Linked DNA regions of Mus musculus: regions 2, 3, 4 and 5 are each linked to region 1. Evidence: chromatin contacts called from public HiChIP or PLAC-seq data. All regions are on one chromosome and are shown on one strand. Each heading gives the region's core, a stretch centred on a gene start, on an enhancer-like site or on the middle of the called end of the contact. The rest is flanking DNA. Distances are from core to core; before and after follow the strand shown. Region 1 holds the start of Cpped1 (calcineurin-like phosphoesterase domain containing 1). Region 2 overlaps Snx29 (sorting nexin 29). Region 3 overlaps Snx29 (sorting nexin 29). Region 4 overlaps Snx29 (sorting nexin 29). Region 5 holds the start of 4833415N18Rik (RIKEN cDNA 4833415N18 gene).

Region 1 (2,801 bases), core at 83-2,582:
CAAGTTGGTAAAACTCAGCACATCCATTAACAAAACATACAGCACGAATGCGCAATCAATGGGATACTGTTCAGAAGGAAGGAAGGAAGGAGAACTACTTAGAATAGGAGGCATCTCAAAAACATGTAGGCTGGGAAAACAAACAAACAAAAACCTAAGACACATTAAAATCTGTAGAAAATGGCAACACTGCAGACTGGACTTTCCCCAGTCCACCATCAGTGGATTTTTGGCTGTGCGCACCTGTGCAGAACCTTGAACTGCAAGGAGGGGAAAAGAAACAAAGGCCTAGCAGAGAACTGTAGGATTGATCTTCTTTGGCTAGCTAGGCAGAGGTAAGTCTGAGGAAATGAACCTGAAAATAGGATGTGAAGGCTGAGAAGGTGCCAGACTTCCAAGTCCCACCAGGTGAGCAGAGGAGAGCAGGTGCCAAGGCCCTCCGGGTTTGGAACGGGCCTGATTCTTTTTTCAGAGCAGTTCAGGCAAATTAGAGGCTGGATAACAAGGCGAGCGTTCCTGTGATTCTAAGCCAAGTGCCAGAGAAGAATCAACCCCAAAGATCCAAAGGAAACACAGGGAAACAGGAACCAATCCGGTATCCTCTGAGTTGCTGGGGCCTATCATTTGCTTAACACCCAGCATGTGTTCCACACCCAAGGTTACAGAAATAGTCTGATGTGTTAACAACGCTCCCTTTGAGGCAAGACTGGGTCAGATTATCTAAGCCCAACTTCCAAGAACGCTACCTGGACCAGAATGCCTTCCCTTTCTACGGTTACAGTAAGCAACTGGATATAAAAACACTCTCACTACAATTGACAGCCCCTGACACACACAGCGCTTGTCAGCTGCCCCGCAGAAGCTTGCCAAGGAAGAGAGAAGACAGGCCCCGTAGCAGAGCCCAAGCAGTCATTCACTTCTCTGCCACCTCCGCCCCGCTTCTGTTTAGTTTGTTTGCTTTATTTTTTAAGTTTGTGGTTTGCAAGGTCAAGTCAAGGCCAGCGAAGCACCCAACACTGCGAGGGAGGAACAACTCCGACAACGGTCCCCGGTGCTGTGTGCAACCCACGAAGGGATCCGGATAGAAGTGAGCGCCCGCGACCGGAAGGTTCCCCTCGCGGAAGGTTCTGCAGCTCTGGAGTGCCCCCCTTCCCAGGCGAAGAGCCAAGCAGTACCTGAGGAAAACGCGTCCAGGGTCCTGCCCCGGGCTCTGTGGAAAACATCCGCCGCCTCCATAGCGGACATGGCGAGCGACTGGCCTTGCCTGGGCACGTTCTGTGAGAGGAGGGAGCGACTCCACACCACCCGGCAGCCCCGCCTGGAACAGCTTCTGGAACCTGCCCTCCAGGAGGGCCGGGCGGGGCGGGGCCGCTCTGGGTGCTGCTAGTACTGCCTGGGCAGAACACGGAGATTGCCACCCCTAGTGGGATCCTCCCGGGGTCAGGATCCAACTTTCACTGGAACAGACTGGGGGTTGAGGCTTTGAGGCCTGGAGTTGTCTTATGTAACACGCATCGGGCCGCTTCATAATTTGGGATTTCAGGTTAACAAGAATAGGAAAAAACAAAACAAAAACAAACAAACAAAAAAACCCAACAAAACCCACGTTTAGCTTAAATATATCTCATGCAGTATTTGGGAGATACTTAAGCAGTTATTTTTAAAATATTGTTTATCTGAAATTCCATTTCAATTTGATGTCCTAAGTTTTATGTTGCAACCCTTCCAAACTGCCCACCATAATCTCAAGAGTCTTTAAGGCATCTTGACTGCCTGGACATTGCCACTGTCATTCTGTCACTGTTGTTGCTGGGTAACAGGCATTGCCCGAAGTACTTTGTGTTTTGCTTGTTACCTCATTGACTGCACTTGTCAGATGGGGAAACTGACACTCAGAGAGAGACACAACTCCTGAAAGCTAAGAGCTGCAGGTGAGCAAGACAAAATCTATCCAACTCAAAAGCCGTTACACTGGACTACAACCCTCACACTTGGTAGCAATCCAGATTTCGAGGTGGAAAATGTTAAATTCAGATCTCCAAAAAGAGGATACATTTATTAAGCACTACAGGGGAATTCCTAGGATCTGCCAAGTTGCTAAATTTTCTTCTCAACAAGTGTAAGCCTGAAATGTTCGTATGGTTAACAGAGCTAGGATGATGTCCCATGACCTTGAACTAGAGTCAGATATAAGTCCTAGCAATTTAGGACAGAAATACAAATGAGCTTGTGTCTCAGCTACTTGGGTTTATCCTAATACTACCACTTACTTTAGGTATGATCTTAAAAATTAGTTGCTCTGCACCTCAGTTTTCCTACCTGTCAAATGAGAACAATAACAATACCTAGGGTTATTGGGTTGGTGAGAAAGTTAGATGATGTTGTAATTTGCACATAAGATGTCTCCCGTAGGCTCATGTTGGAAGTTGTCCCCAGCTAGTTGTGAACGAAAGAAAAAGAAATAAAAAGGAAGGGAAAGGATATGAATTCCCCCTAGGTGTGGTGGAGGAGAAAGCTTATCTGTGGGAGAGTGTAGCCAAAAGCTGAGACATCTGTGAAAATCTAATACTGGGCAAGGGGAAGGGGTAAGGAGAAGGAGGGAAGAAAAGAACCAGGTGCAGCAGCCAGGAGGCCAAAGGTACAAAAAGGCTGGGTAACAAAATGTCTGGACTATATAGGGAAGAGCCCCTGGGGGGGGGGGGAAGGGCAGCCCAGCCTCTGGGCTGGAGTGTTCAGGGTAAAGGGTGGGATATGCCAGCCATACCCTATATCAGGTAGGAACTGAGGCTGCTGGAAGAACC
Region 2 (2,801 bases), core at 116-2,615, 230 kb before region 1:
GGTGACCAACTGTCAGCACATGGGACTTCAGACTGCCTGAGTCACACAGAATGAGTTCTCATTTTAATAACAGCCTGGATTTGAATGTTAAAACCGCCTCCTTTTAAATGTTAGAAGCTAAACAGGCTTTTAAAAAAGCAGTATGATATTTAAGTTTACAACAGATAGGAACCAAAATATTTCACTAATCAGAGGAAATATTTTGATTCCTATCTGTTCTATTTTTTGTTTAAAAAAAAAGTAACTAGTTTGAGGATACTCAACTTTATTTTCTTACTTTATCCTCAAACTAGTTACCTTTTTTTAATCAAAAAGAATAATAAAGGAAGCAAGATACTAAGCAGCTCAGAATGGTAGCTGTATTCCCAGCACTAAGGCTGACACTGACACAGGAGGATTGCCATGAGTTCTAGGCTAATCTGAACTACATAGTAAGTTTCAGAACCACATGGCCTAAAAAGTGAGACTTTGTCCCTAAATCAATTAACTAATTCAATCAATTTAATTAATCATTTAATGAAAGGTGAGAATACCTTTACTGCAAGATTCACTATGTGAATCTCTGCTCAGTTGATCATGGTGTTTAATTAAGCAGGAAATGTGATCTTGGCAAAGCTTTGGTCATACTTGTTGTGCTCCATAATGAAGGGAAATACAAGTACCAATCTATGCTCACAGTCATGAAAAGCAGAACCAACCACAATGAAGAAAAGGGAAGAGGTCCTAAGGGCTTGCTGATGCAGCATCAAGTGACTCTGCTGACACATGGACACGTGTCCTCCTGAAAGCGGCTTAATGGCCTGGAAGGAGCCCATTGATTCTCATAGCAGTGGCTCAGGAAAATCAGGCCTATGATATTGTGTCGCTCCAGTCCAGTAGTTAGCCACAGTGTAGCCCCTGCAGCTGCTCCCTACCAGGTGAAGTACAGGCATGCACGTGGGAGGGGCTGTGAATGGCAGTGGAGGAGGGAATTGAGTTTAATATGCACTGTTGAATATTCAGGTTTCTTTCCCTTTCTCACACAAGTCTAACCCCCTCCCTTCCTCAGCACCATCTTGCAAATGCAGCCTTGCCTCTACACCAAACACATAATCAAAACAAGGTTTTAAGCTGCAAATAAGTTTAATAGAAAAGGAAATTAGTCACTTCAAAAAAAAAATCAACAGAGACCATTTGGACATTTGAAAGTCTTGGATTAGCCTTAATCAGCCCCCAGCAGTGCCTGTTCCCAGCGTGGAAGTCAGGTAGGGTGCAGCCCTTGCTGGCAGCAGACAATTTCTCAAAAAGAAGAAAAGACAGACAAAAGTTAAAACTGTCAAAATTAGTGTGTGGTTGTCATACAGAAATTGGGAAGTTAGAGGACCAGAAAGAACTCAGTTCCCTACAAAGACAGCACTGCAGTGAGAGCCTGCAGGCCTTTTCTACATTCTCCTCCTGAGATGGTCTCCCTCACCTGTGAAAATGTGCACCCTTCTTAACATAGAAATTGGCTCACCATGCTGCACCTCATGTCCAGGTCACCACTGCCAGTGTGTGTAGCACAGCTGGGTGATGGGGGCACAATTCCTTCCTTGTGCATTTTATTCTGCATTCTTACTGTCATGAACATTTCTGGGAGCCATAACGACTTTCATGCCCAGTCTGGTTTTTTCCCTCCTTTCTTCCCTATAGATAAATTTGTGGCTTGGGGACCGGGCTGCTGTGTGATATTTTAGAAAGTCAGAGTTCTGGAGAAGAGAGACACCCCCCCCAACCCTGTCACAGTGGGCAATTTATTTATTGATGCTTAAAATGACTGCACACGTTTATCCCCATGTGTGCAGTATGTACCCTGGTGTGCATGTGGAGGCCAGAGGAGTTCCAGTCAGTTCCCTCCTTCCACTGTGTGGACCCTCAGTCTTGGCAGCAAACACATTTACATATTAAATGTGCCTGTTTTCTTCATGCACATAATTGGAACAGTGCCACTGATTTTGCAGGGTCATTATAACTGTGAGTCTGATGTAGGGGCACTCGCTTATCCCAGTACTTCAGTAGACTGAGGCAGGAAGTCTCTAAGTTCAAGGCCGGTGGGGCTGCACAGCAGTTTCAGGCTGGCCAGCTACATGGTGAGATCTGTCTCAAGAAACCAGAGTAATGATTATGATAGCAGTGACCCTGCGGCTCTGGGCTCCGGAAGGCACATCTGCGGCTCTGGAAGGCACATCTGTGGCTCTGGAAGGCACATCTGCGGCTCTGGAAGGCACATCTGCGGCTCTGGAAGGCACATCTGCGGCTCTGGAAGGCACATCTGTGGCTCTGGAAGGCACATCTGTGGCTCTGGGCTCTGGAAGGCACATCTGTGGCTCTGGGCTCTGGAAGGCACATCTGTGGCTCTGGAAGGCACATCTGTGGCTCTGGGCTCTGGAAGGCACATCTGTGGCTCTGGAAGGCACATCTGCGGCTCTGGAAGGCACATCTGCGGCTCTGGAAGGCACATCTGCGGCTCTGGAAGGCACATCTGTGGCTCTGGAAGGCACATCTGTGGCTCTGGGCTCTGGAAGGCACATCTGTGGCTCTGGGCTCTGGAAGGCACATCTGTGGCTCTGGAAGGCACATCTGTGGCTCTGGGCTCTGGAAGGCACATCTGCGGCTCTGGAAGGCACATCTGCGGCTCTGGAAGGCACATCTGCAGCTCTGGAAGGCACATCTGCGGCTCTGGAAGGCACATCTGCGGCTCTGGAAGGCACATCTGCGGCTCTGGAAGGCACATCTGCGGCTCTGGAAGGCACATCTGCGGCTCTGGAAGGCACATCTGCGGC
Region 3 (2,801 bases), core at 183-2,682, 200 kb before region 1:
TCCCCCTCCCTGTGTCCATCATTTTGTACATCTGTAAGATGGCACTTGTCGCTGACAGTGACGCCTTGCCCTTCTACATGGGTTCTGGGCTTGAGTTAAGGTCTGTTTACTTAAGAAGCAAGTACTTTACTGACTGAGTCATCTCTTCAGCCTTTTGTTTTTCCCCTGTGCAGTCAACCATTGGCCTTGAGCTCAAGTCACCATGCCTCAACACAGACATTCAACACTACCCCTAGACCTTTGTTCTAAGCCAAACACCCCTCAGCTGATTTCCTGCATTCATATTCCTCACCTAGCTGGAGACACCATGTCCCTCCCCTCCAGTTCTTTCCCAGTTGAATTCATCAGGGTTCTTTGCACCTTTTTGGGCAGGCCAACTAATTTTCTGAGGCCAGGGGTGAAGTCTGGCTTAATTCTTTCTGGATCCCTAGTGCCTATCTATAAGGGGGATAGAAATAGCCATTTGGCTGTCTCTGAGCTAGTAATACCTGATTGCTACCAGGGAAAGAGACCTGATGTGAATCGGGTCTAAAAGGTAGGGAGGGCACATGACTGAAACACAGTGTTTTCAAATCTGGTCCCCTCCAAAGGTGAGCCAACAAGCCAGCAGGAAGACCACTCTTTGGGAACCATTGGCCAAGACATTCTGATGTGACATTCAGATGGTGCTGAGTGTCTATTTAGAGTATAGTGTGTAGAACTGGGCACTGCACTTCTCCCTCTGAGAGACTGTGCTGGCCCCTTCTACTTCCCAGGCCTCCTCTGTACCTCTGTCACAGACCTGTGGGATGGTGCTGGCAGTCCTCAGTAAATAACTAACATGTCTCCATCTCTTCCTCTTCTTGTCTCTCTCGCTTACATAACCCAGTGAACTGGAAAGTCATTTGTCCTGAGCTAAGTTGTTTATCTTCTGCAGCATTTGACGGTGATAATATCACTCCATCAGTGTGGTCCTATGGTAATTTGGGCATTTTGTTCTAGCACCAAGGACATTACAGTTAATAACACATGAAGCCATTTCATTAAAAGGAAAGTTGAGCGAGGATACATTAACATAGGCTGTGAACCAAAACACAAATCATCTTACTCATTGCCTATTAAGGAAATAAAATGTATTAGGAACCTCAAGCCGTTTTGAAGAGTGTCTAATGCCATCTGATTGTTTTGCATGTGAGAGCCCTCACATCAGTGTCAGCTGTCTCTGCTTTCCTCTGCATGAATATGGTGTGGCTCCCGGCCGTTCCTACATCAGGAGCTCTGAGCTTGGTCTCCTCTGCCCTTTGTATCATGTAATGGTGCTTACAAGTCTTACTTGTTTGTTCCTTGGCTTCACTTTAAAACAAAGAAAATCACTGAGCTTTAGAGAACTTCTTATGCAATATGTCTGGAGCCATATGCCATTGTCCACGAGTTCCAGGAAGTGAGAGTCAGACTTGCATTTTCTAAGAGAAACAAGACCTATGTTTCTCTGGACCTGTTTTTCGTGCTCTGGGCTTGGTAGTGTAGACCTGTCATCCCATATACTTGGGGGTGGGGGTGAGGAGGAGCTGAGGCAGGAAAATCACAAGTTCAAGGCCAGCCTGAACTACAGAATGAGATCTCTGAAAATAAGAAATGAAAGTAATGGCTGGGGTGTGCCACATTGGTTGCCACTTGCTTAGCATGGCTGAGGCCCCAAGCTAAATCCCCAGAACCAAGGAGAGGAAAGAACAACACCGTACAGGGCTAACATTTGCTTCTGGGGTCAGGACTTCATGTGGGGCAGAAGCTGAGTAACAAGGGAGGTGTTTAGTGGCTGCTAGCAAGCAGAGGCAGCATGGTGGTTTGCTTGCAAACCCACTGTTTATATTTGTGAATTCTTGTTGCATGTGGGCCAGACTCTATAGTCTATTCCTTGTCAGGGTTTACAGCAGCCATTAAGTTATCCCTAAGAGGTCCCCTTCCTGAAATAGCTCTCTGGTTTGGGAGTCTGGGTGTGTTGGTGACAGGGTTGTATAAATGCCTTGTTGGCCTGCAGCCAGCACAGAGGGTACCCCGCTCAGGCTGAGTCAGAGCCCAGTGTGCATCCTGGGTTTATTTTAGTGCTTGCAAACCCACCCAGGGGGGTCAGGTTCTGACCTCTGGTGTTACCAATGAGCTTTCTGCAAGCAGAGGGCACCTAGTATTGCCCTATCCACAGCAACGCTTTCTGTTTGTATTCTCTTGTATGCCTAGCATTTGACAATTAATTAGGCATGGTAATTACCTGCTTTAATTTCGTGATTGCACATCCTATAATTACCCCTAATTCTGTAATAGGGAAGTTCATGTACACAAAGGCAGTGGATGACGGAGGTGACAGGGCTTGCCATATCTGCAGCTGCCATTGCTCACTGTGCCTGTTAGGCATGGCATCTCAGGATCACCCAGTGAGGCCAGGCTCCACCCCATTCTGCAGGGGAAGGAACTGAGTTTCAGGGCGAGGGACCATGCTTTGTGTTAAAGTAAGTATACTGGGGAGCAGCTAGGATGGCCCAGGCCTTTCCTGTGTATAGCTTTGTGCTCCGTGTCTCTGCCAACCTGCCTGATGTCCCTCATACTTTGGGCTAATGAGTCCTGTGTTGTGCTTGGCAGGCATTTGACCTGGAACTTCTACCTGCCAAAATGAGCTTGCAGATCTTAAATCTCTTTCCCTGCCTATCCTGCCCTCATCCACTGTGTGTATGACCAGTTGTTCACTGAAAGGAACAACTGACACTTGACGGATGTGTTGATACAGGTACTGGATGACACCATTCTAAATCCTGAAGTCACTCAGCTCT
Region 4 (2,801 bases), core at 207-2,706, 180 kb before region 1:
CGCTTGTCATAGGTGTCATACCATGCAGTGGCTCCCCTGTCCATACTTGTCTTTGTTAGCCATTTTTTGGTCAGTATGGCACTGATGAAATCAATAACTGAAGGAGGAATGTTCATCAGGGCACCTGAGTCAATGAGCCTCAGCCCATGTGTTCTTGGTTCCACGTTTTTGGACAGAACTTATGGTAGGAAGGTGTGTGAAGGAGGCTTGCCCATCATAGCAGACTACAGAGCAGACATGCAATAAGCAGGGTAAGTAACCTGTAATCCCAAAGACCTGACCCACTAACCTACTTCCTCCAGCTGGATCCCACCTCTGAAAGCTTCTACAGCATCCCCAAACAGCTGGGAGCCACGGGCCTGATACAAGGGCCTGTGAGGGATATCTTGCATTCCAATCAAAGCAGTTACTCTCTGGATACAGTGAACTTTACCCAAGGACTTGTGTGGTGACACCTGACAACAGTTGTGGCTCCTGGGACTCGTTCATCACTGTAAGTCACAGGCATTTGCCAGATCCCAGAGCAGCTTCAGCTACTGTCTTGTATCCTTAAGTTTATGAGTTTGCAGTTGCTGTGAACATGAGACCAGCCAGTAGACCTTGCGATTAATGAATCAACACAAAGGCCCTTGTAAGTGCTGTCATAGCTCCAGGGAATATGTTCAATAGGAAGGGCTTTCTGTTTGTTCCTGCATAGATGTTCCATGACTTAAAAATCATTGCTCTGATGGGCTCTACTATGGCCATGCAGTACCCTGACTGTGTCCCCACCCCAGACCTCAGGGTCACTAAATGGTTAAAGGTGGGCTAAAAACCCCAGATTGGTGTTAAATATTTCTATGACACATGAACCCATAACTGGGGTGGTCACCATGAGCAGATCATGGATGCTCCAACATCTGGGCCTGACATGTGTGCCCAGCCCATTCCAAGAGCAGGTATGCCTTCTTCTAACAGTGTGGGCTGAACACAGGAAGTGAAAGCTGTTTAAGGGATCATAATGTTGCTTCAGCAACGTCATGGTGGGGAAGAGTGAGTGTAGGGCCTGCAGGAATTAGACTGAAAAGTTATCTGTTGAACTGGAGGCTCTTGGGTCTGGGGCTGGAGCTTGGTGGTAGAGGGTTTGCACAGCATGCGAGGACCTGAGTCAGAGCCCTGATTTTGCGATAAGAAAGTGACTACTATTAAATAACTAAATAAATGTGTGTGTGTGTGTGGGTGTGGGTGTGTGTGTGTGAGTCAGTGTTCTATTGCTGTGAAGAGACACAGTGACCACAGCAGCTCGTATAAAGAAAAGCATTTAATTGGAGCTGGCTTACAGTTCCAGAGGTTTAGTCCTTTATCAGCACTGCAGGAAACATGTCGGCACGCAGGCCGAGAAGGTGCTGGAGAAGGAGCTGAGAGTCTTACATCCATTTCCACGGGCAGCAGGAAGAGGCCTAACTTGGGCTTCTAAAACCTCAAACCGACCCCCAGTGACACACTTCCTCTAACTAGGCCACAACTAATCCTTTCAAAGAGTGCCACTCCCTAAGCATTTGTACCAATGGATCTAGGGGGCATTCTTATTCAAACCCTCATCATGGCACATGGTCTAGGGGGGGCATTCTTATTCAAACCATCATCATGGCACATGGAGTGATGCAGAAACTCTCAACAGGATCCAAGAGCTGCCATGCCTGCTTTTATTTATCTAGGTCTCCTCTTATCTTGAAGAGGTGTCTTGGACTCTCTAAGTTCAGTAAAAACAGGGGACTCTCAAGTACTTAAGAGAAAGCAAGTTTAAGGATATCCACCATGGTCCTCAGCAACCAAAGCAGGGCCTTTAATCATGTTTTCCTGTGGCTCCATTGTTGTCCCCCAAGGGTTTAGCATGTGACAATTTCTGAAGGGGAGTGGGAAGATACAAGAGATATTGCACACTGGTTTCTGCCTGGGGCAGACAGATCACCATATCCAAATTACCCCAGGGCAGAACAAGCTTCCAGAACCTCTGTGACTCTCCTTCCTCCAGACAAGGTGATAGTGTTTGAACTGGGGCGTGTGATTCACTCTGCATGAACCATGGGGCCAGTTGGTTTATTTCTGTTCTTGTCAGAGCTGTAGATCTCTGGTGTCAGTACATTGGTTCAAGGCAGGCAGCTGTTGAAGTCAGACACATGGCCTTCACTATTAATCTCAGCTGTGTAACTTGGAGGAGACACTTGATCCCCCAGAGTCTCAGTGTCTTCCTGTGCAGTATGGGAAGCTCGTGCCTTCATAAAGCTGCTGTAAGGGTGAGTTGAGATGACGGGTCGCCTGTTGAGTAGTGTCCTACACTCCCATGCAGTTGGGTTCCTAGTTCCCGTCCTGGAACAGTCATGCTTTCCATTCTGTCTGTCTGGTTGATTTTCATGGTTAACACATACCACTGATTCTTTTGGAGTACTGCTTTGCATGTCCAAACTCTTTCCTGACTGTTCTGTCCCTGTGCTGCCCAGCCCCAGGGCTACAATCTGTCATCTCTGAATCTGAGAAAAGGAGTGGGTCCAGGGTAGAGCATCTTTCCAGACACTGAGCCTCTGGCTTTCCCCTCAAACGGTGTATGAAGATGATGTTGGGGGTTATGGCATTATCTCAGATCTTCCATTTCTTTCTATCCCAAGCAGCATTTGCCAGGGCTCATCTATCAGAACCTAACTAGGGTGCTCTCTGCCTGCTCACCAGTCTCCGTGTCTGTGATGTGAGAAGCTGTATTCCAGGATACGGAGTGGCAGGCTCTAGGTCTGGAGTAGAACCCTGATCTCTCTTTGGGGAGGATT
Region 5 (2,801 bases), core at 159-2,658, 130 kb before region 1:
GTTTCAATCACTTATGTGAGCGTGCATTATTCATATTATCCACATGATTTTTTTTCTAAAAACACTTTTGGCAGCCAGCCTCATGATTCTGACTTATAACTCATGGGCGGGGCTGTGCCTGGAGGAGGGCACACTGCAGGAGCTAAAGGAATGTTCAGACTCTCAAAGACAGCTGGATACCCCACACCGGGAAACTGAGCAGGAAGAAACTTGCCCTGGCAATCTACACAATTTCCAGTGGTAAGTTGCTGACATTTATTGAAATTAAAAGTAAAGGTAACATTTGACCCAACAATTCTGCCACCAGGAGCTGGCTTTCTATGAAGCTCCCTGCATCCGAAGCAAATCCAGGTTATGTGAAGTGCTCACCAAGGCACTGGGTGGGGCCATCACCCATTCCAGGCAATAACAAAACGACGTCACACAGTCCTGGGGCAGCACAGGAAGCATTCTCTCCACCAAGGGACACTGAGAAGGTCCCAGCATGGCACATTAACTAGAGGAAAATGTGTGTGCCTGTGCTTTTAAAATAGATTCTTAGATTTGGGTATGCATGAAGTTTTTCTGGAAGGCTAAGAGACTGAAGCGGTGACGGCTCTCAGGGAGGTGGCCTTGGAGGACTGTATTGCAAAAGGAGCTTTGAGGCTATATCTGCATCTATATCTGTCTATATCTTCTGCTGCTGTTTGAGCATTTGGCCACATGGATGACTCATTTGCTTTAATTAAAATAAAAGCAGCAGCAAGCAAAGCAATGCCCCAGAACCTTGGGTGGAGTGGGGAGCAGAGGCTGAGGCATACGCAGGTGACGGGTGGCGTCTGCCCATGTGGCATCTGTAGGTGATCATGCTGCGGCTTGGCATCTCCACCTGATTAAACTGGGTGAGCAAGAGGAATCTGCACGTCCGTGGGAGGCTCCTGTCACCAACCCTTGCTGTAAAGAAAGGCTTGCATGCCAAGCAGGTGGCAGGTAGAGTTCCTGTCCTGTCCCTGGTTTCCACATCAGCTCCAGCTCCAGGGACTTCCAGGGAGCAGATGTAGGGCAGGCAGGAGGCTCAGCCTGCTGCTCCCTGGCAGCCCATCTGCTCTGCCAATGCCTTCCAGATTCAGAGCAGTTATGGGGCCCTGAAGCTTGGGAAAGCCGCTGGGGAAGCTCACAGGGCAGAAACAGCAAACTGCAAACCTGCTGCTACTGCAAGCTGTGTGGCTCCGAGGGACACACACCTCCTCTAAGCCTTGGTTTCCTCACAGGCAAGAAGGAGTTGATAGTAATATCTGGGCAGAGGAGACAGCCCAGGGGATAAATTGCTTGCTGTGTGTGATGGTTTGAATATGCTTGTCCCAGGGAGTGGCACTATTAGGAAGTATGGCCTGGTTGGAGGAAGCGTGTGTCTGTGGGATGGGCTTTGAGAGCCTCCTCCTAGCTGCCCATGAGCCAGTCTTCTTCTAGCAGACTTCAGATGAAGATGTAGAACTCTCAGCTCCTCCTACACCATGCCTGCCTGGATACTGCCATGCTCCTGCCTTGATGATAATGGACTGAACCTCTGAACCTGTAAGCCGGCCCCAATTAAACGTTATCCTTATAAGAGTTGCTTTAGTCATGGTGTCTGTTCATATTAGTAAAATCCTAAGACACTGTAATAGAAAGGACCTGCATTTGAATCACCAGAATCTATGTAAAAGCCAAACACAGCAATGCAAATCTGAATCTTTGATTTTCCTAAAGTAAGATGGGAAGAGGAGACAGGAAGATTTCGGAAGCTCATGGGTGAACTAGTTTGGAATAAGAGAGCTAACAACAAAAGGACACTTTGCCTCCAACAAGGTTAAAGGCAAGAGACCACATCTGAAGTTGCACTACAAGCATGTTGTATCATATGTGTTCTGCATCCTCACATGCGTGCATGTGCGCGCACACACACACACACACACACACACACACACACACACACACACAATATCTAACTATCTCTAGGAGCCTGAAGTACTACATACAAGTTCATCCATGGCAGGAACTCATCAAGTATCCACCACTCATTCCTCTGACACTCTTGCAATGGCCTGGGATTTACACACACACACAGATACACACACAGATGCACACACACACATACACACACACACAATCACACACACATACACACACACGCACACACACACAGACACACACACACAGACACACACACAGAGACACAGACACACACACACACATAGTCTTTGCTATTAAGTAATTTATTTTCTACCAAAAGAGAGGTGATACATAATAATAGTTTTTCTATACTTGCAGAACTATATCTTATTTAACTTGTTTCATAAACCCATGCAGTCGTTATTTCTGTTCATGTTTTATAGATGAGGAGATGAGACTCCCAGGAGGATGAGGGCCACCCACAGGGCTATGGAAGAGGCTCAAGACTGATGAGGAAGGAAGAAAATCAGCTGGATCCTCAAGACACAAACAGACTAACAGACTCTTTCATTGCAACCTTTAGGGCGGAGGAAATTTGACATAGGATGCAGGGGCATCATACGATCGACTATGAGCAATGTGCCCACCGCGTGAGCCTCTCAGGACACAGGAAGTAAACCAACAGTCTCACTTTCCAGTGTCTCACCTCGGCTTCTCTTCTGTTCTCTTTAATTTGTCTTCAGAGCACTGAGCAGTGGTCGTCCTTGGTCCCAGACAATACTGTCTCTAAGAGAAGACCAACACAGTTAGAGACAGGACGGCCCAAAGGAGAATCAGATCCGTCCAGTTTAGGCCATGTATCTAGTTATGGACCCGTCAGCTTTGACAAA

Evidence for each region. HiChIP or PLAC-seq counts read pairs in DNA pulled down with a chosen protein or histone mark.
Region 2: an H3K4me3 HiChIP or PLAC-seq map of bone marrow-derived macrophages shows a contact between it and region 1, with 3 times the contacts expected there. The contact joins the enhancer-like site here to the promoter of Cpped1 in region 1. A contact is called at or near these places in 6 of 39 promoter capture datasets (the C10 cell line, frontonasal cranial neural crest, hematopoietic stem and progenitor cells and 2 more), 1 of 484 Hi-C or Micro-C datasets (reprogramming fibroblasts), 4 of 115 datasets of contacts at active chromatin or transcription factors (bone marrow-derived macrophages, embryonic stem cells, microglia and 1 more) and 2 of 9 other capture datasets (embryonic stem cells and liver).
Region 3: an H3K4me3 HiChIP or PLAC-seq map of bone marrow-derived macrophages shows a contact between it and region 1, with 4 times the contacts expected there. The contact joins the enhancer-like site here to the promoter of Cpped1 in region 1. A contact is called at or near these places in 6 of 39 promoter capture datasets (the C10 cell line, the HPC-7 cell line, hippocampal neurons and 2 more), 1 of 15 datasets of contacts at CTCF or cohesin (the NIH/3T3 cell line), 7 of 484 Hi-C or Micro-C datasets (the C10 cell line, CD4 T cells, the N1E-115 cell line and 4 more), 9 of 115 datasets of contacts at active chromatin or transcription factors (the NIH/3T3 cell line, bone marrow-derived macrophages, embryonic forebrain and 4 more) and 4 of 9 other capture datasets (adipose tissue, embryonic stem cells, liver and 1 more).
Region 4: an H3K4me3 HiChIP or PLAC-seq map of bone marrow-derived macrophages shows a contact between it and region 1, with 3 times the contacts expected there. The contact joins the enhancer-like site here to the promoter of Cpped1 in region 1. A contact is called at or near these places in 6 of 39 promoter capture datasets (the C10 cell line, frontonasal cranial neural crest, hippocampal neurons and 3 more), 1 of 15 datasets of contacts at CTCF or cohesin (the NIH/3T3 cell line), 1 of 484 Hi-C or Micro-C datasets (the N1E-115 cell line), 8 of 115 datasets of contacts at active chromatin or transcription factors (the 230-238 cell line, the NIH/3T3 cell line, bone marrow-derived macrophages and 4 more) and 3 of 9 other capture datasets (adipose tissue, embryonic stem cells and pancreatic islet).
Region 5: a contact with region 1 is called in a FOXA1 HiChIP or PLAC-seq map of pancreatic cancer cells. The contact joins the promoter of 4833415N18Rik here to the promoter of Cpped1 in region 1. A contact is called at or near these places in 4 of 39 promoter capture datasets (the HPC-7 cell line, epiblast stem cells, hippocampal neurons and 1 more), 1 of 484 Hi-C or Micro-C datasets (Sertoli cells) and 3 of 115 datasets of contacts at active chromatin or transcription factors (bone marrow-derived macrophages and pancreatic cancer cells).

What each region holds. Positions count from the first base shown.
Region 1 is chr16:11,908,091-11,910,891 of GRCm38.p6, forward strand. It overlaps Cpped1 (calcineurin-like phosphoesterase domain containing 1), which reads right to left and starts at 1,333. Exons shown (of 4, transcript NM_146067.3): 1 at 1,176-1,333. The coding sequence starts at 1,245. The region is part of intron 2 of Gm9961 (predicted gene 9961); the gene reads left to right.
Region 2 is chr16:11,675,451-11,678,251 of GRCm38.p6, forward strand. All of the region lies in intron 18 of Snx29 (sorting nexin 29), which reads left to right. Among named protein-coding and RNA genes, the nearest start is that of Gm32100, 93 kb to the left of the region's middle. Within about 2 kb of position 1,366, at least 45 of the 459 cell types and tissues checked have an H3K27ac peak or open chromatin away from gene starts, as enhancers often do. A contact at or near this core is called in bone marrow-derived macrophages and microglia, where this site is marked.
Region 3 is chr16:11,708,174-11,710,974 of GRCm38.p6, forward strand. The region is part of intron 18 of Snx29 (sorting nexin 29); the gene reads left to right. Among named protein-coding and RNA genes, the nearest start is that of 4833415N18Rik, 70 kb to the right of the region's middle. Within about 2 kb of position 1,433, at least 19 of the 459 cell types and tissues checked have an H3K27ac peak or open chromatin away from gene starts, as enhancers often do. A contact at or near this core is called in the N1E-115 cell line, bone marrow-derived macrophages and microglia, where this site is marked.
Region 4 is chr16:11,727,860-11,730,660 of GRCm38.p6, forward strand. All of the region lies in intron 19 of Snx29 (sorting nexin 29), which reads left to right. Among named protein-coding and RNA genes, the nearest start is that of 4833415N18Rik, 50 kb to the right of the region's middle. Within about 2 kb of position 1,457, at least 41 of the 459 cell types and tissues checked have an H3K27ac peak or open chromatin away from gene starts, as enhancers often do. A contact at or near this core is called in the N1E-115 cell line and bone marrow-derived macrophages, where this site is marked.
Region 5 is chr16:11,778,294-11,781,094 of GRCm38.p6, forward strand. 4833415N18Rik (RIKEN cDNA 4833415N18 gene) reads left to right here and starts at 1,409. Exons shown (of 2, transcript NR_126430.1): 1 at 1,409-1,554; 2 at 2,355-2,801.